Regions from separate parts of the Zea mays genome. Here region 1 is linked to region 2. The links are chromatin contacts, called in public Hi-C maps. All regions are on one chromosome and are shown on one strand. Each heading gives the region's core, a stretch centred on a gene start, on an enhancer-like site or on the middle of the called end of the contact. The rest is flanking DNA. Distances are from core to core; before and after follow the strand shown.

Region 1 (2,700 bases), core at 176-2,675, 290 kb before region 2:
TCACAAGAAGTTGCGAGGAGGACACATCAAGCTGCATCACGGGAAGGTCGACATTAGAAACATATGGACAAGGCACCGAACTAATGACAAATTTCCATATCAAGTTCACAAACACACTTGGGTAAATAGCATATCATAAAGAGCCATGAGGCCACTCTGACCAACAGCAGCGCAAGCCTTTCCATCCAGCTCCATCTGTGGCTTTTGCAGATCAGCAAAGCTGCTATTGACAAGCTTCCTGTACTTGAGCCTCTGCTTCCCCACACCAACAGCACCTGAGGTCACAAGGATCACCTCGTATCCTAAGACATTCAGCTCTTTTACCTGCATTGCCAAGAATCTTCCCAGACTTACACTAGTTGATATAACATTATGAAAGTTTTAATTAGGATTGATACCTGCTCACAAAGACACCCCAACCGGCCCACAGCCAGTCGCCCATCATCACCCCTCGTGACGACTGCAGTGCCCACCTGTCACGAAAAAAGGTAAGAATCAGCTGTAATCAAAATCAAAAGGAGATCCAAATTAATTCCTGAGTCCTGACAGATGTGTAACTCTCAGAACTTGCCAAACGTATGGTGGTGGGGTGGGATAGCACACTGGTGTTGTCAAGCTCAGCACAAGTTTCCCCTCCCACCCCGCAAAACTACCCCCCCCCCCCCCCCCCCCCCCGCGTCCCGGGGAGCATTACTTCTCTTTCCCTTTGCCCGTACAAATTCATAGATAAACTAACCCAGGTAAAAAGAACAGAGAACAAACAATAAGGGAATTCGAACGAGTTGATTCGCATGCGAAAGAAGAACACATCAGAATTCAGACAAGATGGCTTCTGCCTTCTATGCGCATTTCCCATCTGATAGAAATCATATAGCAAACTAAGATTAGGACATCCGAATTCAAACATTGGAGTCAACGTATGAACTTACACCACCAACCCGTCAACTCGACTATAAGGGTAGAAGCAAAATATAAAACCCAAACAAAACCCTGCTACCTCACAACTTACTCAGACGAAGAGGCTCGACGAAGAGAACCCAAAATCGAACAAGGTTATTCAAGAATTATTCACGCCATACAAAAACACGATTAGAAAACACAGCATAATATGAACAACACAATGCAAATAGCACCAAACAAATCGCGGTTTGGATCTAAAACAACACGCCAATCGTACGATTCAATCACCTTGATGATGACGCGTTTGACGTCCTTCATGAAAGTCCGGGTCCGGTCCGCGGTGGCCATGGCCGCCGCCAACGCTTTTAGATCGACGCCGCTCTTGGTCCTCCGTCTCCTCTCCCTATCAGCCTCCGCCTCTCTTGTCCGTTTTCCTTGCGGGGGCAGCTCTATCGTCACCTCGTCGCCGCAATCGCCAGGAAGGCGGATGAGAGAGGAGAGGGTTTTTGAAGTGGTGAGACGGACTGGGTGAGGGAACAAAAATGGCAACAACCTACCTCAGTCAGGATCCCGTGTGCCTGCGGCGGCGGCAGTCGAGTTGAGTTTATCTGTTCGGGACCTCGGGTGAGAAATCAACGGATGACGATAATCGGGGCCTCGGGGGAGCAACCGGATCCATCGGATCTGCGATGAATCTTGGGCGCGCGTATTAGGTGTACGAGGAGGCAAACTATTTTAGGGGTGAATACGCTAGAGGGTAAAATTAGCTAAATATATTCAAACATCATATCTAATTCAGCTATTAATTATTTTTAGTAATTAGCTACTAGTTAGCTACTTAGCTAGCTATTTATTATCTAGCTAATTTCACTATTGGAAGGTATTTGAATGCACTAGAGATAATAGTTAGTGTCTAAAATTAGTTGGAGACATCTAAACACCCTAACTAATAGTTCAACTATTAGTTATTTTTAGTAAATTAGTTAATAGTTAGTTATCAATTTATTATCTAGTTAATTATACTAGCAATTTTTAGCCAACTAACTATTAGTTCTATTGCATTCAAACATCCTCTTAATTTTTTAACAACTAATTATTAGCTCTATTACTTTCAAACACTCCTTGGTAAAAACTTAAAACAAAATGTTGGAAATAAAAGTATCGGTAAATTTAGTCTGTTTTGAATAATTTTTACTCTTTTAATTTAAAAGCTGATTTTTTTATAAGACTTGGTTTGTGGTTATTGCTTTTTTGTTATTGTTTTATATAATACGGACTTTTAGTTTGCTAGCATACCAAAGGCCACAAAAACTTCTCGAATCCTGATTTTATAATGTCAGTGCATTGCGATGACACACATTCTTGTTGCTATAGGATTGTCGAACGTAAATGGAAGAGATCTCATCTGTAACGATCCTTCTAGTCGTCGATCAGGACGAACAAACGAGATTAGAGGATGATTAGTTAAATTAAGCGAGGTGGATTGATTACAAAGAAATATAAAGCTTTTTAAAAGTGTTGACGCTCGACGAAAATTGATGCTTTATATAGTAAATATTAGTTTCTTAAGCGAGCTTGACTACTAGATTGTTTGTTTCGGCTTTACCTTAATAAAAACTAGCAACAAATAGAAACAAACAAATCATTCACTAAAAAATATAGGGACTTTTAACACCTTCTATCCTCTTCTTCATCTACTATATAAAAGCACTGGTTCACGCATTCACACCCAACTAACAAACATAAACACACATTTTGTGTTTTATTAAAAGAAAGTCTATCCATGTGATATATAGAAAC
Region 2 (2,700 bases), core at 106-2,605:
ATTATGTCGCTTTTCAATTTTGGTTCAGCCCATCGACAAAGAGTATTTGCTTTTACGCCCCGTTTATTGGAATTGAACTCCATTCTAATAATAGTAATTTAGAAATATATCAATTAAGCTAATTTAGTTTTATACAAAATATATTTGTATACTATTATTAGCAAAATGTCGGAGATATTTATGTGTTACATTTTTACTATAGAGGAGTGAGTCGACGAGTGTCTTGTAAGTTACAGAGTAGAAACAAATTCTACTTATCCATAAAATCATTTCCCATCCTGCATCCCATGAATTTGAGATATACTTATATCTGAACTTTGGAAGTGGTGGAATGTTAAATTCCAAGCTAGATAGGTTACTTTATTAGGTGAATTCCAATTTCTCTAAAATGAAGGGATGCAAACACCTTATTATAGAAAATCGAAATCAGAATTTTAGTTGCTAGTAAGACTCATATGTTCACCAGAATACAGACCCTTCGACGAATTAGGTCAAAAGGCTAAGACTCATAATAAATTCGTAAATAAAAATGGTAAAAAGGAGCGATTTTAGAGTCTGTTTGGTTTGTTGCCTCACTTGCCACAATTTATCACGTTTAAGGTTAGATAAGTTTGACCGAGTTTGACATGTGTTTGGTTTATAGCCACAATTATGACAAGATTTTTCTTCTACCGCGTTAGCGCCTAACCTTAGATTGATGTGGCAAAAAATATTTGGTAATTTTTGGCGCTTTAGGCCTTGTTTGGGAGAGCTACACTTCAAGAATTTCTAGTTTATTTCAGCTTCTTCTATCAAACATGTTCATCTCCATGAGCGTTAGCTTAAAAAAACTGAAACTAGAGGCAAGTTTCATGAAATTTTTAAAGCTCCCCAAATGACGCTTCAAAAACACTATTTTTTATACCTCCTCATAAAGTTGCACAAAAAATACCCATCATGCTATTGGTTACATGACCTAGTGATTCATGTCTCTTCCTCCACTCTCTAAACATCAAGGGTAATTAAGAAAATTCACACAAATTAATTGTATTACAGAAGCTGGAGTCTACGTACAAGCCAAACACTCTTGAAACCCGCTTTACCAATCTGTTGAGATTGTTTTATGTTGAAGCTAGGAAACTGAAGCTACAATTCTTGAAGTGAAATCTTCCCAAATAGAGCCTTAAAGTATACCACCAAACAGCTCCTTAGTCCACCATAATAGGTCCGGCCCAAAGAAATGGTTTGAAAGCCCAATTGAGAAGGAAAAAAAGGAATTCCAACAAAAATTCAAATCCCAGGCTGCGGGCTGTCAGCTGGCCCAAGAGTCAGCAGAAGTCAACGATATGCCCACGGGCGGCCACACGATCACACGCTGCCACTTGCCCACTTCCAGGCTTCCAGCTCCAGCTGCGGAATTACTGCCTTCCCTTTCCCTTTGCCCGCACTCAAGGGAGCGAGGTACCATCAACGCCGGGCCGGCGCATGCCCGTCTCTCCGCGCCGCCACCTCCGCCGTATTGCCCGTCGTGTCCGAGCCATGCTTCCCTTCGCCGCGGAGCCGGAGGTGTCCGACGGAGACGCTGCCGCGGGCGCCGACCGCCGCGCGTGGGAGCCGCCCTTCGACGCGTCCTCGCCCGCGCCGCCCATGTCCTACCCGATCACGGGCCTCGCCGCGCTCGCCTCTCGCGCTTACCTGTCCGCCGAAGCCAACTTCCACCTCCCCTTCAACAGGGCTTCCGTTCCCGCGCCAGCCTCGCCGCTCCCGCAGCGCCGCCGCGTCCTCGTCTGCCACGACATGGAAGGCGGATACCGCAACGACGCGGCACCGCAGGGCGGGGACAAGCCGGACGCCTACGCGCTCTGGCACTGGCACCTCGTCGACGTCTTCGTCTACTTCTCGCACTACCTCGTCACGCTCCCGCCACCCTGCTGGATCAACGCCGCCCACCTTCACGGCGTCAAGGTTTTGGAATTGTTTCTACTCCGTTTGCTTCGGCTCTTGACTCACTCAGCTCAACTGAACTTGCTTTTATCTCTCTTATCTTTGTACCAAGGTTTTAGGGACGTTCATCGCGGAGTGGGATGAGGGCGTGAAGATTTGCAAGGAGATGCTCGCGACCGAGGCTTCTGCACAGATGTATGCGGAAAGGCTCACAGAGCTGGCTCATACCTTGGGATTTGATGGTTGGCTGGTAATTTCTGTTATGCCATCTTGTGATTGCTGGATACATGCCTGCTGCTAAATGCTAATATTGAATCGTCTTTCAGATTAACATTGAGGTCAATCTTGACGTTCACTTCATCGATAACCTGAAAGAGTTCGTCAAGCATCTAACCATGACAATGCACGATGCAGTTCCTGGCTCTTTAGTCATATGGTGGTGTTTATTTTTCCTACTGTGTTGTATTGTAACTATGAAAATCACAGGCTGTAGTTATCATTTATGAAGCTTGGTTGATGATGCTTGTTGGCTTTTACTTGCCTCTGCAGGTATGACGCAATCACTGTGAATGGTGACCTTGATTGGCAGGATAAGCTCAACAAGTACAATAAGCCATTCTTTGATGTATGTGATGGGCTATTTTCTAACTATACATGGAAGGTAGTCCTCTCTTGTTATTTTATTTTCCCTGCAACTCTGTGGAGTCACTTAAAATTGTAAGTAATGCTGCTGAAATTGGCATCGCAACCTCAGGAAAATGACCCACAAGATTCAGC

What was found. Hi-C and Micro-C count contacts between places; a contact is called where the count stands out from the background.
Region 1: a Hi-C map of tassel shows a contact between it and region 2, with 2.8 times the contacts expected there. The contact joins the promoter of LOC778431 here to the promoter of LOC103635582 in region 2. A contact is called at or near these places in 2 of 25 Hi-C or Micro-C datasets (ear and tassel).

What each region holds. Positions count from the first base shown.
Region 1 is chr8:97,447,590-97,450,289 of Zm-B73-REFERENCE-NAM-5.0, reverse strand. LOC778431 (proline responding1) reads right to left here and starts at 1,425. Exons shown (of 20, transcript NM_001319696.1): 1 at 1,189-1,425; 2 at 399-473; 3 at 118-324; 4 at 1-31. The coding sequence starts at 1,248.
Region 2 is chr8:97,153,261-97,155,960 of Zm-B73-REFERENCE-NAM-5.0, reverse strand. It overlaps LOC103635582 (cytosolic endo-beta-N-acetylglucosaminidase 1), which reads left to right and starts at 1,355. Exons shown (of 11, transcript XM_008657996.2): 1 at 1,355-1,944; 2 at 2,036-2,173; 3 at 2,250-2,359; 4 at 2,473-2,584; 5 at 2,678-2,700. The coding sequence starts at 1,465.